Regions from separate parts of the Mus musculus genome. Here regions 1 and 2 are each linked to region 3. The links are chromatin contacts, called in public Hi-C maps. All regions are on one chromosome and are shown on one strand. Each heading gives the region's core, a stretch centred on a gene start, on an enhancer-like site or on the middle of the called end of the contact. The rest is flanking DNA. Distances are from core to core; before and after follow the strand shown.

The links. A called contact is a pair of places that touch in the nucleus more often than the background predicts.
Region 1: a Hi-C map of muscle stem cells shows a contact between it and region 3, with 1.9 times the contacts expected there. The contact joins two enhancer-like sites. A contact is called at or near these places in 3 of 484 Hi-C or Micro-C datasets (brown adipocytes, muscle stem cells and nephron progenitors) and 2 of 115 datasets of contacts at active chromatin or transcription factors (embryonic stem cells and fibro-adipogenic progenitors).
Region 2: a contact with region 3 is called in a Hi-C map of muscle stem cells, with 3 times the contacts expected there. The contact joins two enhancer-like sites. A contact is called at or near these places in 3 of 484 Hi-C or Micro-C datasets (embryonic stem cells, muscle stem cells and nephron progenitors).

The regions. Positions count from the first base shown.
Region 1 is chr8:26,685,368-26,689,512 of GRCm38.p6, forward strand. All of the region lies in intron 2 of Gm32098 (a long non-coding RNA gene), which reads right to left. Among named protein-coding and RNA genes, the nearest start is that of Gm32098, 11 kb to the right of the region's middle. Within about 2 kb of position 2,869, at least 35 of the 459 cell types and tissues checked have an H3K27ac peak or open chromatin away from gene starts, as enhancers often do. A contact at or near this core is called in muscle stem cells, where this site is marked.
Region 2 is chr8:26,744,450-26,748,749 of GRCm38.p6, forward strand. No RefSeq gene overlaps it. Among named protein-coding and RNA genes, the nearest start is that of Gm32098, 48 kb to the left of the region's middle. Within about 2 kb of position 2,997, at least 86 of the 459 cell types and tissues checked have an H3K27ac peak or open chromatin away from gene starts, as enhancers often do. A contact at or near this core is called in muscle stem cells, where this site is marked.
Region 3 is chr8:26,556,993-26,561,456 of GRCm38.p6, forward strand. It overlaps Gm39149 (a long non-coding RNA gene), which reads right to left. Exons shown (of 3, transcript XR_870276.3): 2 at 3,401-3,545; 3 at 2,758-3,055. Among named protein-coding and RNA genes, the nearest start is that of Gm39149, 21 kb to the right of the region's middle. Within about 2 kb of position 2,394, at least 12 of the 459 cell types and tissues checked have an H3K27ac peak or open chromatin away from gene starts, as enhancers often do. A contact at or near this core is called in muscle stem cells, where this site is marked.

The DNA of each region.
Region 1 (4,145 bases), core at 1,619-4,118, 130 kb after region 3:
CATATGCAGGAATTGGCTGTGGTTGCTAACACACAATCACACCATACCTGAGTACCTGTGGCAGAGACTGTCAGACCACAAAGGCATAAAGTTCTCTCTCTCTCTCTCTCTCTCTCTCTCTCTCTCTCTCTCTCTCTCTCTCTCTTTCTCTTTCACCATTTACAGAATTTACAGAAAACATTTGTTGACCCTGGTTCTGAAGATACTAGAACAGTTGCTCAGAGCTGGGCATGGTTACACATACCTGCAATCCTAGCACTCGGGAGTCTGATGTAGGAAGATACTTAGCTCAAAGCCAACTCAGGCTATAATAGTGAAACCTTGTCTTAGAGATGGACACAGAGAGAGAGACAGAGAGAGAGAGAGAGAGAGACAGAAAGAGACAGAGAGAGAGAGACTAGGAAAAACAGACACAGAGACAGACACACAGAGACAGACAGACAGACAGACAGACAAACAGACAGACATTCAATATAAACCCATAAATATACCTTCCCCAAGGTCTTCTCTAATTCCAGGTTGCTTTGGCTTTGGGGTTCTATTAAAATGAGATATCCCTGTGTTTATCAGTCACTCCCATCCACAGTGATGAGGTTAGTTGAGGTTTGGCTCCATGCCTAATTGGGTGGCAAAACCATCTCTATGTTCAGACTCCACCACTGTAGCAGTAGAAATAAGCCCTTCATTCTGTTCAGGGAGTAGAGAGGTCCCGGACCATCACTTACTAGGGCAGAAGCTGTCAAGTGAAATGAGTGGCAGGTTTCTGCTGAGCCTCTGTTTTAGAGATTTAACAGAAGCAACAGAACATGAGTGGAGGCCAGGCCCATCTAATTCCACATCATAGCCAACAGTTACCGCCTGTTTAAGTATCTCTCTGAGCTTCTGTGTAAAACGAAAGCAATACCTGTCTCTTAGAGTCAGGGTGTCAAGACTGGCTTGAGATGATACACTTTAACGGTGTGCCCTGCCTGGTAGATGTCGCCTGTCCTCAGATGGTGGTCATGATTATAGCCACTGGGACAGATAGAAGAGGCTGGCCACTTGTGAGCTAGGTAGGCTTAGGTCATCACCTGCCACTCTGGGCTGCTGCAGTTCCTTCATTGGTGAAATGTACGAGAGGAGAAACCTACTCTAAAGGTTTTCTATGAGGATTCAATGAAGTAGCAAGAACCATCGATGGTGGCCCTGGAGTGTTCCTCAATAGTGACACATTAGCAAGCAAGTGAGGAGAATGCAAAGATGAACCAAGAAGACTCAATATGTCTGAACACCACTGGGGAGTCGGGGGAGGCATCTGGGGCCAGTGCACATTTGAAGGTGTTTCCTGAAAACCCCACACCTTCCAGAGGAGTGTGCTGGCCTTTTGTGTCTCTTCTATCTCCTTTCTGCCCATGTCACAAGGTGCTGGGACACTTGCAACTTAGGTCTAGAGTGCCCTTGTCATCTGCTCATATAAATGATGCCATCCTTACTAGTAAGCTAAAACAAAGGTGCCAAGTGGCAGGGTTAGCACCAAGAGTTCAAGCACAAGTGTTTTCTATGAGAGGTCAAAGTTCACCTCATATGGGCACCTGGGCTAATAGCTATGGATTAAGGGAGACCACACAATCAATTTTGCTGGCTTTTTTCATTCCTGGTAAGCTTCCTACTCCTTGTGCTCTTTGATTGTAAAAGCATTCCTCTTCTGCTTTGGGGAATTCAAATTCCTTTGCATCTGCGTTCACACCCCAGAGCAGTGTGGTACTCCTTTTATTTCTGCTAAGTGCTTCCCAAGGAAGGGCCATCTCTGAACAATAGCCTAAGTCATCTTTGGGCATGTATGGCATTGGTTGTTTTGGTGTTTGTTTGTATTTCCTCTTTTGAAGATGGCTTTTTTGTTTTCTTGTTTTCTATTTTTGAAAGTGGCTTGGTTGCATTCTGCTGCTGGGCCAGAAGGGGGAGGCTGAGGGAAGAGGATTCCTGTATATGGAGGGAGGAGAAACTTGGAAAAGGAGGAGGGAGGAATAAGGGGATCTGGGGAAGAGTGAGGAGAGGGGAGGACTGAATGAAGCAGATTCCTAAGAATCTGTGAGGAAATCAGCTTGGGGGAGAGCAATGAGGAGGGGGAAGGTAGTGAGGGTAGAAGAGTTGGGGGATACATAGAAAGAAAGGGAGGAGTGGGGGAAGGAGATGGGGAGGAGGGGAGGAATGGGGGAGGGGGAGGAAAGGGGGGGAAAGGGGAGGAGTGGGAAAGAGAAGTGAGGGGAAAGAGGAGTGGGGGAAGGGGATGGAAAGGAGGGAGAGGAGGGGGAGAAGGGAGGGGAGGAGTGGAAGGAGAGGAGTGAGGGGAAAAGGGAGGAGTGGGAGGAGGGGAGGAGTGGGAGGAGGGGGAAGAGTAGGGGGAGGGGAGGAGTGGAGGAGAGTCACTGAGAGAAATGGGGAAGTTAGGAAGACAGGGGAAGAGGAGGGTATGAAATCTAAATAATTATAATAAAATAATAATTGCAGCCATCCCTTTCCTGTGCTCCATGCTCTACATACATAGCGGCACTTAATCTTCACAACAACTCCAGGAGGTAGGTATTAATATCCCCATTTTTCAGATGAGGAAGTCAAAATGCCAGGAACAAAAAGCCTTCAAACTTTCAATTTGTGCACTAATTTCCAGGCAGCCGGTTTGCCAGGCTCTCCCCAGTCATTTCATAAGTAAATACTGGCAGCCTGGATTTTTTTTTTTTTAATTTTTAATGTTCACTATTCCAAGCTGCGGGTCAGTAACAGAATACGTGGGAAGTCTTTAGAAACAGCAATGAGAGCTTTGGAAATGGCACCACTGAAAACCACTGCTTCCACACTGGGCTTCATTCAGAGTTCAAGGCTGTACATTTTTCTCCCACACAAATTCAACAGAACGAGAAACCACAGGAATTGAGTGTTTTCCAGGTCTGATCTGGGGAGTCTGAACTTTCAGAAACAAGCACCAGGAGAAATATATTTGAAACTACTTCTCTAAACAAAACAAAACAAAACAAAACAAAACAAAACAAAACAAAACAAAACCCCGTAACCTCTCAGCTTCCAGGCTTCTGGGTCTTTGAACAGCTTGGGACTTTTAGCATACACCACATCGCTGGTGGCAGTGAGCAAAGAGTCAACAGTATAGACATTGTGGTCAAGTTCCTGATGGGACTTAGACTTGTTAGAATCTTCCAATTCAGGCACTTGTTTTTATCCAGATCAGGTATCACGACCAAACACCTCCAGCCCTGTTCCTCCACAAACTCCACAGATGGCTTCTAAGCTCTGGGAGTGTCCAAATCCCTGTATCTCTGTTACCAGACTGCGTGTGCTCCCCGTATATACCCTACAGGGCTTTCTATAAAGTAAGTATCCTGAAGGAATAGATAAATGAACTGCACAGTCTGTCTTGCTCTACGCTTAAGGTTTGAGGTTTTACGGGGGGGGGGGGGATGCGTATCCTTTTCCCCCACTGTATTTCAATTGAATTTGTCAAGAGCCTCTGTGTTGTATTTTTCCAACATGAATCACTGATGATCTAACAAATTAATTACCCATCCATCCTGCCCTGTTTGAGTGAGGTCATGGGAGAATGGATGGGTTCTGCTGACCTCCTCTGGACTGGAATGTCACAGCCCCCATTTAAGGACTCAAGTTCAATACCAAAATTGCCAGTTTAGGTTAGAATCAGACCTAAATGTATCTTATTATACACAGAGGCGCACAAATGCAATATGTCATCTTTAATGGTTCAGAACAGAGCCTAAAAAAATAGTGTCCTAGCCCAGATGAGTTTTATAGCCTTTGATATATGGCTTTCATTATTAACAATAATTTCTGTAACTGCATCCAAATTCGGGAGGACACATGATGAATATTAATTGTATTTTTTTATTTATTTTCTGCTCCCACTGGCTCCCTCTAGGGCAGACCTGCAGCCCCAGTGTCTTGGTCAGCCCTGAGATCTTACATTGTCCTGTGTGGGATTCTCATGATTCTGGGCACAGCCTACTTCTGCTTCTAAGAGTATCATGCACTGAATTTTTTTTTCTTTTTCACTGGAGAACAGGGCCTCTACTCACTGGGTTTTCTTAGCTCCTTTTATTTTACAAAGATTCCCCCCTCACACACCCTTTGTCATTATATTA
Region 2 (4,300 bases), core at 1,747-4,246, 190 kb after region 3:
AGGAAAAGCAACAAGAGAGTTATACAACAACTAGGGTCATCGTGGCTATTCTGACACATGCAGTAGCATGGAAGAGAGCAGCTGAACTTCTAGCCCTTTATGCATGGTGCTTTTATGCTTATTAGTCAAGCTATCCCTGTAGGTTAGAGCACTTTTCTTTTTGCACGTTATATTTCACAATAAAAAGAGGAAGGAATGGTGCACACTTCATGGTTAAAGGAACTAGGCAAGTTTCACTGAAAAGGCTGAGGGGTCAGTTAATGGTCGTCCATTGTGTAAAGAAAGAAAGCAAGTTTGCCATGTGTTTTCCACAGGGCCCAGCTAGGACCTTTGAGAAAGAGAGTTTTCTAAAGACTCAAGCACACACAGTGAGCATCCAAGCTTATAGCCTACCCTGGGCAGCTCCATCAGTGGCGGAGGTTGGTATCTCACCCCTCTATGAGGCCTCCATAGAGAAGGAGTGAGGATGACTTTACTTTTTCAGTGTTAGTCGGTTAAGAACAGGGACCCTGACCTGCCCTGATGTGGGACATTCCTCTTATCTAACTTCCTTGTTAATTTGGAAGTTTTTGTTAGTTGTTGGGAATATTCTTTCTTGCTAATGTTGTGTTGTGTTGTTGTGTTGTTTGTCTATTCTGCGATGCTGTGAATCCAACCGAAGGCTTCATCTGCTAGGCCACTGCTCCCTCCACCCTGAGGGAGACCTCATCCCTACCCACCTACCCACCCCACCTCCCACCCACCCCTTTCACTTCCACAAAGTAGATTTGTTTCCAGGTTCTGGTCTGGGTGAACTTGTTTGCTGTGGTCCTCCAGACAAGGGCCTTGGGAAACTCCGTAGCTCCTGAGTGTTGGAACAACACAAGGGCTGTTCAAGTCATTTGCAGCCACCCTGAGATTCACTAGCTTGCATCCCGAGAGATGAGAAGCATGCTCTGCAGGACAAGAAAGCACAGATAATGATGCTCTAACAGCACACCCTGGCCATGTGCTCAAACTCATTAGTTCTCTCCATCTCTAGTGTTTTAGCAGAGTCCAAGTTGGAGAAAAGAGTAACTAGTGGGACAGGGTGGGGAGGGCAGGGGGAGATGGAGAAGATCGAAATACACAGCTGAATCAGACAGAAGACATTTGCACAGAGGTCACAGGTATTGCATACCGTCTTCAAGTTGTCCATCTGGGAAGGGTGAAAATAGAGTGCTTTAGTCGTTGTATTACAAAGCTTGTATTTCTAGGGGTGTTAATACCCTTGCCCTCAGAAGATGCATGGGTATGATTGTCAAGTGAATGCTTAAGTGTGTCCTGCTTCAGTAGCAGCATAGAGATTGTGCCCAAGAGGCAGGAGAACCAGAAACGGGTTGTTTGAACGAGGTATGTGGTGCCATTGTGCCTGAGTTAGATGCACAAGATGGCCATGCTCTGTCTGCGTTGCTGCCTAGGCCTTTGCAGCCAAAGCAGCAAAAATGATGGAAGCAGGGACCAAGTTCCTGATGTTTAGTGCAAGTGACCAGTTGGGCCAGCCGGCAAGACAAGGGCTTCTCTCTCTCGGGATACACAGAGTAGATGACAACCAGTCATCACGCCAGGGACCTCAAGTCAACGCACACATTTCTTCTTTCTGGTCTCCAACAAGTATGTCCTGCATTAGCTCCTCTGAAGCTCTCAATGGGCTGGCCTGACTCAGAAGGCAGAGCCACTCATCTTTGCCATCGGCACTGAGAGGATGCTGGAAGACAGTGAACATAGCACCTGGGTTGGGACCATCATCAAGGAGGGATAAAGGTGATCTGGTCTCTAACTTCAAGAAGCAGTCCAGCCGGACCAGCCTCGTTTCCTTAGCTGATCAACCCCGCCACCCTTTAACCGTCCCTGGAAAATAATAAATAGTACCTGGAAAATAATAAATAGTACCCAAATGCTTCTACTGTGAGGAGATATGAACCTCTGGTGAACACCAGAGAGAAATCAAAACACTTCTTCCCCAGTGTTTTGCCTCAGGCAGAGCCCTGTCTCTACCTGTCCCTGAAGAAGGCAACCTTCCAGTGACTCCCTTTTCTTCCCAACTATCAACACTTTCCCAAGATTATTTATTTATTTATTTATTTATTTATTTATTTATTTGATATTTTCTTTATTTACATTTCAAGTGTTATCCTCTTTCCTGGTTTCCCCCTCCCCCTGCTTCTATGAAGGTGTTCACACACACACACACACACACACACACACACACACACACACACTTCCCTGTCCTGGCATTCCCCTACACTGGGGCATCGAACCTTCACAGGACCAACAGCCTCTCCTCCCACTGATGTCAGACAAGGCCATCCTCTGCTACATATGCTGGTGGAGCCATGGGTGGCCCCATGTGTACTCTTTGGTTGGTGGTTTAGTCCCTGAGAGCTTTGGGGGGGCAGGTTCTGGTTGGTTGATATTGTTGTTCCTCCAATGGGGTTGCAAACCCTTAATAAAACTGAAACCTCTTCTCCCTCCCTCCCTCCCTCCCTCTGACTCCATGACAAACCTCTCTGACCTGTGTGGAAAAGCCTAACTCACTTCATTGCTCCCTGATATTTCTCCTGCCTGAGGGTTGTAATAGCCTTGTTATTAAAGGAGCGCCAGTCTCTTTCCCAGACTCCGCCCTTCCTCATTAGCATATTTTCTCAGGCTCAGCAGCCAAGGCAATATGGTGGCTATCGGTGATCTGTGGCCTTGGTCACTTACTTGATGGTAGGTATGGTAGCTATGACCCATTAAAAGCTCAGAAAGCCTGCTGGCTTGGGAGTGGGGCGCTGTTTCCCAGAACTCATCCCATGTTCTGCCTAGTTTACTGTAGCCAGGGACCTGCTGGGCCTGTAAGGCAGGGCCCTGGCCCACTTCACACATTGGGTATTTCCCAACAGGCACTCTTCTGGCTGGGAACTTAATCCTGCTGGAGCCTGGCTGGGAGTGCCCCACGGGCCCCCTCCCGAGGCCCGAGTTCACATTCACGGAGATTGCCACACTACCAGGCAGGCCCTGAATCACGATGGTGACTCACTTGTCAACCGATTTCTCTACAGAAACCTCTTAGCAGTTAATTTCTGGCTAATTTATTATCCTTCAGCTTAGCCCTACAGCGCCATTAGCTAGGCGCCTGACACGACTGAGTGAAATATTGTCTAATTTATTATCTTATTACTCCTCTGGAACAGGATCAATTAATTACCCATTAAAGTATTTCAGCTGCGGAGATTTATTAGCGGCCCTCTGCATTTTAACAGATGATTAGTTATACATGTTTGTTTGCTTGAAGAGCAGAGACTAGCAAATGAATCGGCCATGGCGAGGGGAAAGGATTCAGAGAGAGAGGGAGCCGGGTGCGGCAGCAGGCAGCTAATGGGGCTCCTCTGCCTGGCGAAAATGGAGCAGTCAGTGACAAGAATTATCGACTCATTCGCTTGCGGTTTTGAGATAACCATATGTACAGGGAAAGGGGAGGGGGGAGGAGAAAAAACCCTCACTCAACTGCTTTTTCCATTCAATAAATTCGCTTCAGAATATATTGGATTGGGGTTTGATGGCTATTTCGTGTTTTCCAGAGTGCTGACACTGGTATGATTCAGTAATTATTGTTTCTTTTAAGTTATTGCTGTAATTTTGCTCTCTAAGATCCCAATCAATTTCTGCCTCTCAAGGGCACGCTTGAAAAGCGATATTTGAAAACAGCCCTCTGATAGATTGTGCTGCGAGACAGTGGCTGAGACAAATAGCCTAATCTGGCACAAATTAGCTTGGCTTCCACAGATAGTTTTATACAGCAATGTAAATTATATTGTCAGGCCCAGTCACTTTCCTGCTTAGAGTGCAGCTAACAAGGAACCATGGAGACGTGATTGGTGCGGCTGAGCCCTCCCAGGGCTGCTGCAGAGCCATTTGTAAGGAGAGAGAGAGAGAGAGAGAGAGAGAGAGAGAGAGAGAGAGAGAGAACGGGTACACATCAGCGCCTTGGGTTAACAAAAGCAAGGTGGTCCAGTGTGCTAGAACAGGAGGTGTGGATTGGACAAGCTCTGAACACTCCAGGCAGCACAGAACTAAACCATTGGAAGGAGATGCTCTGGAATGTGGGTTGAGCTGGTCCAATCCCTGGGAGAGATGCAAGACAGAAACAGTGCTCTGTTGGTAAGTATCGGCAGAGAGGCCACGACCAACCACAAACTCCTCTGCTCCAAGAGAAATAAATGGTTTCAAGGGGTCTGGGTCAGGCAGGAATGAGATGTGCTGAGCGAGCTGAGCTGAAGGGAAGACTGTGCTGAACAGA
Region 3 (4,464 bases), core at 1,144-3,643:
GGAAGAGGCTTATCAAGGCAGGTGTTCAGGCAGGAAGAACTCATCTTGGGGTATCATTGTCTCAATGGAGTCAGGTGGGCTCTGAAAACAGAGCTATCTGTGGGCCCCTCTGGAGAAGAGTGGCCTGTCCTCGAGGTGGCTTTAAAGGTGACTTGAAGGAGGTGGCTTGAGGGAGTAAGGGAGGGGAAGGGCCAGGGAGTCTGACAGTGACAATAAGGTCACCAGAAGAAAGCCTTCTGCTCAGCTGCAGGCCTAGAGGCTGCACCTTGGTGTAACTGGGGTCAGACAAACTTCTAGTGCCATCTGCCTCTGAGGAGGCCTGATGAAGCTTGCAGCTGCCCTAGGCATTAGCTGACTATGCTCTGAGCCACAAACCCTGCCTCTTTTACTTGGTTTCTGCATGGAATAATCTGTGATTAATTGATTTTCTGTCACTCTTTTAGTACAAAAAATTAATTTCAGAGCAACCTTGTTTTTGCAGGGTATGAATCCTCCACACGCGGAGTAATTTGGTTCCTCCATTATTCATGAGAGGAAATAGTGACAGAGTGTGCAACAGAGACTGCCCCAAGGCCACAAAGTGATAGTCTGTGTTACTGATACAACTGTATTCCACCAGAGCCTCTAAATAATTCACATCGACAACTCAATTTGGGCCTGCACGAAGCTTACGATGTGGGCCTGGGAGGCATGGCTGTAGGATTTGGGAGATTCTCAATGACAGAAAAACAGGCAGGGAGTCCAGAAGCCACAGGGCTTTACAGGATGATATCTCCTTGTACCTGATGCTGTAGCCTGCGTGTCTGGGAAACCTGCTGATGAAGGTCACACTTAATCAGGAGAGAGCCAGAAACACAGCATAGGCCCACAGGGGAACTGAGAACATAGCCACAACAAGGCCAAATCTGGCTCCAAAGAGTGAAGACTCAGGGGCAACTCCAATCCAGTTGATTTCCTTTCCCAGATCTTAGGGTTCTGTTCACCTTGCTTTGCTTGTTTTACGTCTAGCAGTCAGTCATGTTCATCTAGTACGTTTGTGGGATACTGATTTCAGGGCAAATGATATGGCTCAGGATGCAGGGGCTTGCTGCTCACAAAGGACAACCTGAGTTCTATTCCAAAATTTACATGAAGGAGGAAGGAGAGATGCAAGTCCACATGAATACATCAGGGAGCACAATACATGCAAAAACACACACACACACACACACACACACACACACACACACACACACGTTCTACAAACATCTCAATAAGCTTGAAAGAGTACCCTGAACCTGAGACATCAGAGTCCTACAGACACCTTGATTTAGCCTAGGGAGAACCTGGTGGAGGAACCGGATAACTCAGGACTGGACTCCTGTCCCAGGAACTGAGATGATAAGTGAGCGTGATTTTAAGCCATGGTAACTTGTTAGGCAGCAATAGAAAACCAATATATTATTCAACCACACTAATTAATGGTGGTGCCTGCCCCATTTCCAAAGTTTGCAATGCTACCGCCTACCTGTGGTGGGGTGGCGTGCCAAGTACCATTCCTTCATATCATGCTCGATTAAGTGCTCCCCAAAGGACCCTTCAACAAGCAATGCTTGGGGCTGGAGAGGAAGGAAAGGCTTTGTGGATGTCTACCATAATCAGGGAACTGAAGGTCGCACAGAGCCAGAGCAGAACCAGGACTCAAGTTCTGGCCTTTGTCTGCCAAGAGGAGAGAGAGATTTCCTCTATGCCACATTCCCACCCCCATCCTGGCCAAGAAAAAGGGTTGTTTAAAACTGAAGTCCCTGGGGCTTCACTCTTGCTTAGGACTATTGCTCCCCACAAACAAGAAAGGAGGGCAGAGTGGTTGAAAGGTGGGTGCCAACAAGCTCTCAGTTCCCTCTGTGGCTTGGATGTGGGTATAAAGGCTTCATTTCCCAGAGAGGAAGCACAGGGAGGTGCTCTGGACTCTTAAGAGGTAGTGGACTCTAAAGAGACACCCAAGATTATTGGGGACAGTTTTCTTTCTTCTCCCACTTTCTTCTGCTCAAGACACTCATGATATGACCAATACTTCTGCCAATGCAAATGTCTGCTCATCAGAGTCCACACCTGTAAGGCCATTGTTTTGAATTTGAACCTAAACAAATCTCTATCATTGTAAGTTAAATGGGAGGTATTTCATTGTAGAAATGTGAAGCTCACTAATATAGAGCTTCTTCTTCATCCTCCCAATTGTCTGTTTCCCAAATCAATCCTTCAGTTTAACACTGGGAAGGGCAGGGCAGTGAAAAGTCAGACTTGTTCTAGGATCCGAAGCCAGGCCTGTTTTAAGATCCAAGTCTCACTCCATTCCAGGGCTCCCTGCCGAGCCCAGACAGATGAGTGCAACCAGCTTTCCTGCCCTCCTTTGACCCAAGGAGGCTGACATCCAGCCAAACCACTCATCAACAGACTGGCTGTCATTTGTCACTCATGATGTCAGATCAAATCCAAGCAGCAATTAGAAAAGCAGATTGCGACATTGTGCCCTTTATTACTGGTGTTTCTGTGGGACATGAGCAACAAGAAGTCCCCAGAGAGGAGCCGTAAAAGAAAAATGAAAAGAAACAAGAAACGTACTTTTTTCCCTCTCCGTGATCTTCACAGCACAGCCATTTTGTAATGGGCACCGTATGATCAGTCACGCACAAGCCCAGCAACCTCTTTCCAAATGGTAATAAATCCCCCTGGACCCTGACACACTTGTAATTTACAACTTGGCTAAAATGAACATTATTTCAAGCTAAGTGTATTCTCTGAGGTGCCGGAGACTGTGGCGGCGTTCCTGCTGACAGAGGGGTTTCTTTTTAAATGTCATGCATTCACTTTCATTACTTCCAAATAATTGCCCGGAAAGATCGGCTGCTGGACAGGAGGTCCACTTTACATCATCATCATCATCATCAAGGGAACCCCCTCCGGGAGCTGGTTTCAGTCTGAGGAGGGCTGAGCTCTCAATATCCACCTTTTCTGCTGTGCCGAAATGGTACCTTCATCACTCCATGGGCAAGCTCCAGATGAGATGGAACATAATCTAGAGATAGAAACATGACCCGCCATCACTGCTACCATTACATAGTATCCTTTTTATCCATTGCATCATGCCATCGCTCCCAACCCTGTGTGTGGCTCTTGTTGGTCAGTGTTTACTAAAGGACATATGTTTCTGTATCATGGAAACTCAGTCTATGGTTAAGAAGATGGAAGAATGGGAAGATGGGTTCATTAGCTGGGTTCGAGAGGAGAGTTTCTCAGCCTGGTCCCACAAGCATACTGTAGATTTCAGAAATCATCCATTCAGATCAACAGGAATTTGGAGATCTACCTTTGATCGTGGTGGTATATAACAAATCATGACAGCATGTAATGGCTTACTTACTATTTTATGAATTGGTAGCATGGTAGGGTTCCGCAGTGTGGTTGTTCTTTCCACTGTGACCGTTGGGGTCACATTAGGGCTGTAGTCATCTTAGTGACTGGAATGGGCTGCAAGGTCCTTTTAAGCTCATACACAGATCTGGTGCCTGGAGGTAGAAGACAGGAGTGCAGGACTCAGCTGAGTAAGGTAGGATCTTGGACCTTTCCAACAGATAGATCAGGTATCCACATGACTTTTCCATATGGTCTCTCCGGGTGGAGTCTTCTACAAGTTATGTAGACTTCCAACCTGGTTTCTGAGAACTCAAAGAAACACATAGGGGTAGAAGCCACTAGGTCTAATACAGGGTCACGTTTTGTCACATTCTACTGCCTGTACTGAGCCATGCAGAAAGTTTAGATTCTACACCAGTATGAAGAGATATAGTTTATCCAGGCAAGTTTTGAAAACTAACTTGCTATTGAGAAGATGAGAAGAACTGAGCAAGAAGCCATACACCCTCTGGGAAATATCTCTAAATGGCAACCACCAATTCTAATCCTCCTTTTAAGAATGAGGACAGACTCTGTGCTCATAGAGTGCACTGTACACCAAGATAGATGCTGCAGCTCTGAGATGAGTAATCTGTTCCAAGCAAGCAGATGTCACGTTCCATAAGTCTAGGGTGCCACTGTATAAAAGACTCCCTCTCTCCCTACAGCTTCTACTATAGCAAGTTCAAAACTCCATGGATCTCACATGGCTTCTGAAGAGCTAAAGAATTGAAGGTTTGCCATCAGTTCATCAACAGGACAATATCCTGCTCTTGTCCCCCAGCCCAGATCAGGTCCTAAACATGAGTCTAGACCTTAAATTTGTCATAAATCTTGGATTCTGGGACCCAGCCACAGCCAGATATTTGAGGAGTCTCTCCTTAGGATTTTAGGTTTAGCACCCCACATTACAAAATTCTGATTGCACTTGGATTTTTCTCCAAGTTTTGTTCTTTTGAATATTTTAATTTCTTCTTAAACTTTTTATATCTTTGTACAATATATTCTGATCATATTCATCTTTCATTATGC